Linked DNA regions of Pan troglodytes: region 2 is linked to region 1. A link is a contact called in public HiChIP or PLAC-seq data. All regions are on one chromosome and are shown on one strand. Each heading gives the region's core, a stretch centred on a gene start, on an enhancer-like site or on the middle of the called end of the contact. The rest is flanking DNA. Distances are from core to core; before and after follow the strand shown.

What was found. HiChIP or PLAC-seq counts read pairs in DNA pulled down with a chosen protein or histone mark.
Region 2: an H3K4me3 HiChIP or PLAC-seq map of stem cell-derived excitatory neurons shows a contact between it and region 1, with 7 times the contacts expected there. The contact joins the promoter of CHD7 here to the promoter of LOC129135719 in region 1. A contact is called at or near these places in 1 of 7 Hi-C or Micro-C datasets (stem cell-derived neural progenitor cells) and 1 of 1 datasets of contacts at active chromatin or transcription factors (stem cell-derived excitatory neurons).

What each region holds. Positions count from the first base shown.
Region 1 is chr7:68,999,034-69,004,506 of NHGRI_mPanTro3-v2.0_pri, reverse strand. LOC129135719 reads left to right here and starts at 3,774. Exons shown (of 2, transcript XM_054656760.2): 1 at 3,774-4,111; 2 at 4,197-5,473. The coding sequence starts at 3,963. The coding sequence ends at 4,620. All of the region lies in intron 2 of LOC134810876 (a long non-coding RNA gene), which reads left to right.
Region 2 is chr7:69,259,802-69,265,286 of NHGRI_mPanTro3-v2.0_pri, reverse strand. CHD7 (chromodomain helicase DNA binding protein 7) reads right to left here and starts at 2,269. Exons shown (of 39, transcript XM_063817130.1): 1 at 1,916-2,269.

The sequences.
Region 1 (5,473 bases), core at 2,525-5,024:
TGTGTGTGAGGTTGCCTGTGCTTTCAAGTTCAAACAACTTTTCTCCTAACAGAATTCAACAGAGTTGACCAAGTTCCTGCTTACCTGATTGCAGTCACAATTTAAGTCCTTTCCAGTGGTGATCCTTGGGTCCCCTTTACTGCATCTTGGGTGTTTTCAAACACATTTCAACAGTCTTGGTGAGACCAGACCACGAAGAACCAGAATCATAGATCTCCTATCTGATATCACATATAGACTTGCTGATTTAGCTCTTTGAGGACAAGCTTTTCTTCATGTTCTTGGGTGGGAGTTCCCTCCATGCTACCGCTTTTGGCTCTCTGCATATGGTGCAGGGAAAACGAGGGGTTTCCATCCCTGTGTCCAAGTCCAAATACCCTTAATTCCTGGCATCTCCTGTTTGCCCCTTCTTGGGAATGTTCCTTAAGATAAATATCTTAAGATGCTTGGACTACACCTCTCTTTTTTGGCAAATGTCAAACCACACCAATTTGGGGCTTGCTTCTTCCCCTGCAAAAGTCCCACATGAACCCTCCTGAGCTGAAGCAAAGGGCCCAGACCTGTCTGTGGAGCTACTTGAGCCCCCAAATGCTGCATCCCAACTGTATCCCTGGTCTGTCCTGGTCTCCCTCTTGGACCACCCTGGTTGCTCCTGTCATGTGGGCCTGGCTCCAGGCTGCACACCTGGCTCATCAATGCCGAACAAGCTCTGCCAGCTGCTGCATGATTGTTGACACTCGGGGTGCGCTGGCTGTTTGACCACATCCCGGAACACTCTTTGCTGAAACCGACAAAGTAAAATATTCCTGAACATATAATGTAGTACTCTGGGGGGAAAATTAAACATTTTAGTAGTATATTAAAAATAGTAAATAAAATTTCAGAAAATTTCAGAATATTTCACATTGCCTAGTGCAATGAACTAGTAGACCAGGGAGCTAGCAAACAAGAAACCAGTATTGCAAAAGTGAAATGATTTTCATTGTAAACATATAAAATGCAGTTACTGTGAACAAATATAATCCCCAAACAATAACACTTTTGTTATCAGAACTCTGTTAAGTAATCAAGAACTTACGAAACAACTGTTTTTTTGAAAATGCCCCCTTTGGAGAATACAAGCATGCCCTGTATCGGCATAGCACTTTTAAACACTTTCATGTCTCTGATCTTATTACAGCCTTAGGATGCATGTGAAACTCATGTTTTCGTAGACAAAGAGGTTCCCTTTATAAGAAGCACATCTGGGACTCTAATTTCAGGACTTTCCCTCCATGTGGTGGCCACTCCTGGAGAAATGATGCTTGTGCGTGACTAATAAAAGGCAGGCTTCCCACAGACACACTTTTCTTGCTAAGAGCCTATTCCTTCAGGCTGTTGTATTTTGTTAACAGTGACAATGACAAGCACTAACAGGATGCTCCCACTGTGATTGAGAATGTGTAAGTGCTTTTCTGTGTGTGTGCTAGGCATTTGCTTGTTTGCTCTCAGGCCCAATGTCTGCCCTTTCTCTCTGCTCTGTGTCTCTGGATACACTGCCCAGGCTCCTGTATCTTCTGACTTCTACCTCCTCTGGGCAAGGAGAGGCACTGGTAGGAGACTACAGGGTTGGGGGAAAAGAGAAGCCTGGGCCTTTCTCTCCTTCCCATCTTCCTTGTGTGGTATCTCCACATCCAGCAGCAGTTAATTCTCCGTGGCATTAGCTCCCCTGCCCCACCATGCTCCAGCACCTACTGGGGTGCCTGGCTTGACTCCCTGCCTCTAAAAAAGAGCCATCTTCCTTTGTCCTTCCAGCAGCCTATCTCTAGATGGCCTCTGTTCTGTTTGGCAAAGCTCTTCTATCCCCTGTGGAACTAAATCCCTGCCTTGAAATCTGTCTGTTGAAAGACCTACAGTGGTTTTGTTTCATGACTAGACTGTGCCGCTACAACTTGATATTACTCTTTACCTTCACAGCATTCCTGGGAGGAGGTAATATTATTATCTCCATTTACGGATAAGGAAGCTGAGGCTTGAAAGAGACAAATAATGTGCCCAAGCTCATACAGTCTATAAGTGGGGGCTCTGGGACTCCAGAAATTGTGTGTTGTGCTTGCCTCTAGAGGACAGGTGACACTGAGAGAGTGCTTCCTTGTGCCAGGCCCCAGGACCTGAGTGTGCCTACATGCACCATCTCACGATGTCTCCACAGCAATCTCCCCAGTGACCGATGAGGAACTGGAGCTCAGAGACATTACCTTGCCAAAGTAAATGAGTTGGTAGGCAGCAGAGGTGGGATTCAAACCTATTTTTTTTTTCAGATGGAGTCTTACTGTGTTGCCCAGGCTGGAGTGCAGTGGCTCAATCTAGGTTCACTGCAAGCTCTGCCTCCCAGGTTCTAGAGATTCTCGTGCCTCAGCCTCCTGAGTAGCTGGGATTACAGGCACGCGCCACCATGCCCGGCTAATGATTGTATTTTTAGTAGAGACGGAGTTTCACATGTTGGCCAGGCTGGTCTCCAATGCCTGGCCTCTGTTGACCTGCCTGCTTGGGCCTCCGCCTATACGGTGCTGGGATTACAGGCATGAGGCACCGCGCCTGGCCCAAACCTATTCTTTCTACTACTAGTAGTTCTTCCCAAAAGTTAATGTTTATCACTATGTGGAATGTAGTTGAAACGGACATTCCCAGTTCCCACTCCAGAAGCTCCAATTCGGTAGATTTGGGAAGGGTATAATATGCATTTTGCACAACTGCCCTAAGTGATGCTGAGGCCACATGGGGCCAACCCTGCTTATTCTTTTTTTTTTGACACAGAGTCTTGCTCTGTCACCCAGGCTGGAGTGCAGTGGCGTGATCTCGGCTCACTGCAAGCTCCACCTCCCGGGTTCATGCCATTCTCCTGCCTCAGCCTCCCGAGTAGGGATTACAGGCACCCGCCACCGTGCCCGGCTAATTTTTTTTGTATTTTTAGTAGAGACGGGGTTTCACCGTGTTAGCCAGGATGATCTTGATCTCCTGACCTCATGATCCGCCCATCTCAGCCTCCCAAAGTACTGGGATTACAGGTGTGAGCCACCGCACCCGGCCCCAACCCTGCTTATTCTTTATGGCCTTCCTGTTCTACCGGCGATGCCCTGTGTGGCTGGTGCATGCCTCTCCTTGCTGGCCTCAGTTTCCCTGTCTGTAGAGTGAGGGGCTGGACCAGAGAATCTCCCAGGTCCTCCCAGGTTTTGGCTGAGTCCCCTAAACACGTGTGCTGCAGAGATGCAAGGCACATGTTGTGCTTCCAGGGGGATTGCTGCCTCCACTGAGCTCTCCGAGGGCAGCAGCCAGACACGGAGAGCAGGGGTTTCTCAGGCACCCCCGGGCCATAAGGCTCCACAGGAGCCCTCTGGCTTGCGGGTAAAGGAAAGCCCTGTTTATTGGTTTGCAGCAGTTGGCAAACTGACATTTAAAAAAGGAAGTGAATTGTGAGGTGGGGATTTTAATTCAGGGAAATATTTGAAGAACTCAGTGTTTGCTCAGAGAGGTCATTAAATAGGTTTTGTTCCCACACCCTCTGGAAAAATGATGCTTCATTAAAATGGCAACACGAGGTGTAGTGAAAATGGTGAAATTGGGAACGCTGAAAAGACACATTCACTAGATTCCACTTAAAATGTAAAAGGAGTGTAAAGAAAACAAATGGACATTTTCCTGAGGCAGCTGAGCTATACAAAACACAGGCATCTTTGTCTCCTTCTTGAAAACTTCCACAATGCGTTCTCCTTTCTTCCTCTCCACTAATCTGTACTTCTAAGAGGTGTTGAGTTTCGGCCAAACTTTCTGCTCGGCTCGCATCAAAGGCTGCCCTCTTGTGAATAGCCAGCTCTCACCTAATGATCTCCCTACTCACTCCTGACCAGGACGCAGGTCATTCCCCATAATAATTAGCTCACAGGCAGAGTTTCCAGGCGCTTCCAGGAGCATCAATCACCGGGATGAATGGGAAGCCCGTGTGTGGGAACTGCAGGGGGAGCTGGGTGCAGAGCCACCTCAGCCCTGTCACCCCGCGGCTGTCCCTGCCATGCTTCCTTGGATCCCTATCTACCCCGTTTTGGGTGACAGGACGAGTTGGGCCAGTTACCAGGTAAGTTAAGAGAGGGCTGTGGAAGCATCAGCCCCAACACCCCACCAACGCAACCCAGGCTGAGCTTCTGTTTTCCTTGTGACAGGATCTTGTCGCCTGGTTCTGATGGTGTCTTGGTTCCCGGCTGGGGTTTTGTGTTTACCACGAGCGTTGCCTGCTGTCGGGGAGCTGCGTGTGTTTCACAACAGACAGGGAGCCAGGGAGACCACCCTGCGGGGCTGCCCCTTCCCTCAGCGCTTTCTGCTTGGGTCGCTGGCGTGTTGCAGTGCCTTCGTTCGTCTGTGGTGTGCGGTGCTGGTCCAGGTTTACGCGCTAACAGTGAATTAGAAGGAGAAAACGCTCTGCGAGTGCAGCAGAAGGTCAATATGGAGCCTGGTTTGCTTTTAGAATCTTCCCAAGGCCGATGGGCTTCCTCTTCCCTCCTGACCAGGGGCTTTGATGCCCCTGCCCTGGGCTGCCTGGTTCCTGCCCCGAGTCTTCAGAAAGATCCCCGGGCCTGGAGACTGTGAGTTCAGGTTCAGATGCCTTGCGTGGCCTGTGAATCCTGGGTCTGGTCTCTGTCCCCAGGCCCGTGTTCAGGGACCACCCTGAGCACCAAAGGCAGCCCAGTCCGGCTTTGACTCAGCTCCCAGGGCGGAGTCCCTTGCCCAGCACTGGGCAGGAGGAGGGCATCCTCAGGGCAAGGGTCTGCCATCAGCAGACCAGAGCCAGAGCCCGCAGCCCCTGAGCACTTTCAGATTCCTGCAGCGCAGAGAGGTTTTCCAGGGGGGAAGGGAGGACCCTGTGGCTGGAGAAATCCCGCCGCGAACACCCAGCGACCAGGTCTACAGCAGCACCAGGTCTGTGCTGCCCCCTGGTGGTCACAGATTTTACTACACGCGGCCCACAAGTAAAATGAGTTTCTCTTCAGTGGCCCGGTTATCTTCTGTCGTGTAGGAGGAAGTCCAGAGCCACGGAAATTCGGTAAGGATCGGATAAGGGCAATGAAATCGCAGCTCTAAATCTTTTCATGGAGTTGAAGACAGACATTTGACTGTGGGAGCCATCTCATCTTTATAACCTGGTAAACAATGCCAGAATAAAAATAACAAATTCAATGTATTTAAGTCGGTTTCGACAGTGAGGAATTAAAATTAAATTTATTTAAACTATTTTGACTTTTACCCAAGTTTTTCTTACAGTTCCATCTCATTTTTCCCTCCTTACATAGTTTGGGGAGTAGAGAACAGTCTATTTTTGACTCCTGTGTAACTGACATGGAGACAGAGGCCTGCGGTCCCTTGGGGGATTAGTGGCCCACGCAGGTGTGCAGACCACGGGTCCCTCAATCAGAAGCGGGATGTGTGGCAGGGAGCTTTGGAG
Region 2 (5,485 bases), core at 1,020-3,519, 260 kb before region 1:
CGCCCACTGCAAAGACGGCTTAAATTAAAATTTTTAGAAAATAAAAAATCAGGGCCTCACAAAATCCTTTAAAAATAAATTAAGACATGTAATGTATTCCAGAAATTAAGCCCCCAAAAGGGACACTTTTTAAGATAAGTTATTTAAATCGATTGCTAGATAATATACAATGGGAAACTAAAAAGTATACTTAGCAAGTGGAGCGCTGGATAGTGTATCTAATTCTAGCAATTCAAAAGGAAACTCTCTCCATGTGGGTTGCTACTTTTCTTTTGTCCATTGTCTGTTCAGAAGAGGGGGAAAAAAACTAGTTTAAACCAAGGCGTGAGCAGTCTCTAAAAGTGACCTCCAGGAAAAGAGTCCGACCCATAGCAGGAGCACTCTCCGCGCCGCTCGCTTCACGGGGGCGCTCACAAAGCGGGCGGCCGGCCGGGAGTTTGGGGTGCGCTCCCACGGCTCCGGGCTCCTCGAGGCAGAGCCATCCGGAGAAAGGCGGCTCGGTAATGATGGCTGCTCGGGGCCGGCGGCTCCTTCCCCAGAGCCTCCCGACCAGCGCCCCCACCCCCGCCCGGGATCCGCCGCCGCCCCCGCCCCCCCCCGCGACCTCGACAGCCCCGCGCCGCCGCGCCCGCCCCGCACCGCAGCCCAGCCGGTGCCCGCGCCCCCGCCCGAGCCCCGCGCCCCCAGCGAGCCCAATCCCCGGTGCGAACCAAACAAACAACGCGTCCCCCACCGCCCTCCTTTCCTCTCCCCGCTGACCGCTTGGCCTCCAGCCACCTCGGCCGTTCACGCTCCAAGCCGCGGCTCTCTGCGAGGGCAGAGCGCACCCGGGTCACCTCGGGGGCCACCTGGTGACCACCCCCCACCGGCGCTGACCCCCGGCGGGTTGGGGGGCGGGGGAGCCGAGTTGCGTTGGAAGGTTAAAGTCGCTATTATGCAGCTGCCGCCGCCGGCGGCCCGGCCAGCTCGACAAGGTGGGGTCCCCTCCTCGCCGCGCCTCCCGGCGCTCGCCCCGGCCCCGCTCCCTTTCTTCTCCTCCTAGCGCACTTAGGAGCCGCCGGGGAGCCCCAGGAGCCCCCAACTCCGGGCTCGCAACTCCGCGCCCGCGACCGGCACTGGCTGAGCTCGGGACGCCTCCCGCGCCGCGTGTTCGCGCTGCCCCCGCCCCACGCGGCGCCCCGCGCACTTTCCCCGCCGCCGACCCACCTCGCTCGGTGGCGGTCCCCGCGCGGGCTGGCGCCGCCGCGCCGGGAGGAACGCACTTTGTTCGCGCCGGTGCGGCCGCAGCTCCCGGCGAGCGCGGCGTGGTCGGTCCGGAGCGGGGGGCGGGGGCGGGAGGCGGGGGTCGCCGCCGTCCCCGAGCCGCCGCCGCCGCTGCTCAGCCGCCCCGCGCCCGCGCGCCCATCGCCCGCTCGCACTTGAGTTGGAGCCCAACTTTTCCTCCTTCCTTTTTCTCTCGAATAGAGCCGGCAACTCGTGCTCGGCGCCGGCGGGAGGAAACGCGCTCGCGCTCCCCCGCGCGCAGACACGCTCCCTCCTGTCCCCCGTACCCCCCCCCCACGCCGGCAGCACAACAAAAAGCCATTTACATGCGAGGAAGTGACCCTCGGCCGCACCGCGCGCCCCCGCCGCCGCCGGCCCCGCGGACGCAGGCAAAAGTTGGGGCGCCGGGCGGCGCTCGGGGCGCGGGTTCGGGCCCCGCGGGCGGCGACGCCGGCGACACTGCGCGGGCGGCGCTGCGCTCCTGCGCTGGCCCCGGCCCCCTCCCGCCCTCGCCCCTCGCCCCTCGCCCCGCACACGCCCAACTCCTCGCTCCCAACTCCTAGCGCGGCCCCGGCCCCGGCCCGGAGCGATTTCCTGCCACCGCCGCCGCCGCCGCCCCTCCCGGGGGCGCCGGGCGAACTCTCGCGCTCACCGGGTCGGTCGGGCTCCTCCGCTGCCTAGTGCCGAGGGGAAAACAAAACGCAGAGCGGGCTCCGGAGTTGGCTCGGCAGCTGCGGCCAGGGGGCTGAATCCACGGGCACGGAGTTGGCCGGGGGCGAACGGGTCTCTGGTGAGTTTCAGGGTCTCCGGGTCCCCGGGCCGCCTCCTACGCGGCGCTCCTTTGTGTAATTTCACTCGATTCAAGTTTAATCCGATAGTTCCCGAGCACGAGCGCGTCCGCACCACCACGACTCAACCCCCGCGCCGCCGCTGCCGCCGCCGCCGCCGCCGCCGCCGCCGCGGCCCCAACACGCCAGCGCCTGCGCGCGTCCGGCACGCCGCGCGCACCCGAAGCCGCGGGGCCGCGCGCGCCCGCCGCCGGCTCCCTCCGGGCCGCGCCGCGCCCGCGCTCGCGCCCGCGCGCCGCCACCTGACGTCAGGCGCGCCTGGCATAATTTATGCAAGAATTCGGCCGGGGTGGCGGAGGCCGAGGGAGAGGCCGAGAGAAAAGGGGCGGCGCGGAGCTGCTGGGCCGCGGGCCGCAAGGGCGGGCCGGGCGCCACTTCCCGTCCCCTGGCGGGCGCCGGCGCTTCAGGCGGGTCTCCCCGCCGGCCGGTGCGCTGCTGCCGCGGAGTCTTCCTTGCCCGGCTGCACGGAGCGCTCGGCCGCGGCGCCCGGGCGCGGACTGGAGGGGCTGCTGCCACGTCTCCCGCGCGGCACCTTCCCGGAGCCGGGTGCGCCGCCCCGGGGCAGGAAGCGGGGCTCCGCGAGGTCTGCGACCCTCCTGGCCGCCGCGAAGGGTTTCCGACGCTGCGCGGCCGGCGGCGGCCGGGGGTGACTGGCAGTCTCTGCAGTAATTATCCTTCAACTTGAAATTATTTTCCCGCATGAAATTATTCGGAAGGGACATGTTCCATTCCAGATGGGTTCGTGCCTGCTTCTCCACATCGCTTTTCCCACCTCTTCGTGGATAGGACACCGGATCCACTACTTAATCAAAAAGTTTAACTAGATGGCATTGATTTTGTCGAATTTGTTACCATACCAAAAAAGAGAGAGAAGGCAGAGAGCTCAATGATTATGAAACAAAGAAATAGGATGTATGCCCATTATTAAACGTGTCGGTACTAGAATGTTTTACTCATTCTTTGGCCAAAATGGCACTTGTATCTGATTGCATAGTCTTAAAAATCCGAGCCTCTTATTCCATTTCTCTTCCCGGTACAAAATGAATGTTAAACCTGAAGAAAAAAAACTTTTTTTTACTAATTTTTATTTTAGGAAATAGATCTACAAACATGGATTAAGCCTCTTCTATCTGCAAAATACGGAGCAATTATAATGTGTTTAAACCATCAATTGTAAACTTTAAGATAATTTTATTAGGTTAAAGATTGCACTTATTTTAAAATCAGGAAAGGAACTCATATCAACCAAAGATTGCCCTATGGCAGGTACAGACTGACTGGTTATTACTGGACTCCAAAATAAACTGAGAAAATAGCAAAACTATGTAAAATGTACTAATCTCACTCACTGATGGTTACACTACCTGTAGTGCTAAGCCTGTAATCACAATATTGTTATTTGGACAAAAGATTAATCAAAACTATCTCATTAAGTAACTACTGCAACTATTCAATAAGTTTGATTATCCTAGACTTAATCACTAAGACATTGATTTTCTGATTTTAGTAATAATTCTATAAATATATCACATTATATTGTGGTTTGTTAAATGCACTGCTTTTAGCTTGCTTTCATCATGTATTTGAGTTTTGTTCTAAAAGAAATAAATGTTTTAATGTTTAAGGAGCTTACAGATTATCAAAAAGAACATAGAAGACAGTACAGAAAGAATTCTGGCATTTAAAAAGTTGAAACCACTAAAATCAACTTCCATCTGTTTTAAACCCGGTATCACAAACCAAGAATCACAACTCTGAGGTTAGGCTACTGTTTCCATTAAGTTTATATTTCCCAATGAAAGTATATGAAAGGTGCTTTAGGGGTGTGTGGGGCGGGGGGGGGGTCAAAAACAGGACACAATGTCTAGAAAAAAATCGCTAGTACCTGACTATATTAGAATACATTTTTAAAATAATGTGCCATAAAAAATTATGTCTTATCTTTTACAGTGTGCCACAGCTCGATATCAGATGTGCATCTATTTCAAGGCAATTCACAGGAGAAACAAAATGACATCTACATATAGTGAAATTACAATATTGCAATTAACTTGTTATCAACAAATATGACTATGAGGAGATTCCCTGTGCTCTTGTACATTTAACTCGAAAGCTAGGAAACTTCCTTTTGATATATACCAGTACCCAATGTAAAAACAGTCCTACAGAATATAAGTCCTCTGACTTATAGTCTCCTTATCCTGATCACTGCCCTGAGCCATCATGAAGAAGTCTCTAAGCTTTTAGATGTTGTGGTGGTATGGAACGTAAGGGGCCTTAAAAAGTAGAGGCCCTCAGGGACAAACTCCTAGGCAGATCTGGCCTACCTGAGTCATAGCTCTCACCACACCACCACCATCCCCCCACACTCCCCTTTAGCCTGAAATGTTTTTTCTCCATTTGCTTCACTATTGAAGTTTTCCCAATGAGAGTAATTTGAATTCACAAGCTTTCTCTTTAAGTATGCAAATACCTTAGGGTGAGATAAGGGGCTACTGGTCTTTCACAGATGAGTGTAAATTGGTTCAATGGGTTGCTTTCCTCCCAACAGCTAGCCAGACTAACAAATTTAGAGACTTAGCCATTCATTCAACTTCGAGTGCCTAAGAGTTTCCAGGATTGGTTCTAGGTACTGGAGATATAGTAGTGAACAAAACAGACAAAACGTCCTGCCCTCATGGAGTTTACAATCTAGTGGATTGGTAGTTTTGATCTGGTGATAAGAGAGAATGTTAATTTTGGAGTCTGAGCCCTGGAGGAATAGGACAGACCTGAGTTCCGTGTAGCCAGAGGACAGTGGAAAGGTACTAAGGACCTGGGAAGGAGGGCATTGAAGAATGGAGGGGGCCAAGCAGAAAGCAGTTGAGAAAAACACCAAAGAAAATATGACCCACTACAAAAAGGTTGTCTAGGCCCTAGGTCATGAATAGATACAGTCTATTTGAAGAGCTCAGACTTAATGCTGAATTCCACAGACAAATAAATATCTCTGGAAAAATAGCCCAGAATGTATCAACCTATAATACCTGTGGTGAGGGAGATAATGTGCACATCTAAAATAACTGAAAAAACACTCTAACTCTCAAACACTTAAAAATCAAGTCCTATCTGTATTAAATGTTTCCAACTTTAAAATATTATGTGAATTACACTAATTCCAGTGTTGAGGGCATCCTTCAGTATATTTTTGGAACTCATCTTTTGAAATTGTGTTCAGAACCAATTTGCAAGTACTGGAAAATAACTCTCTTTAGCACCACATATTTTTTCCCCCACTAAAAACTGTTATTTTTCTTCATTCACCAAATTTACATCCAAATGACTTTGGCTAGCTCCAAACAATATATTTTGCCTCTAAATAATGAAGGTTTACT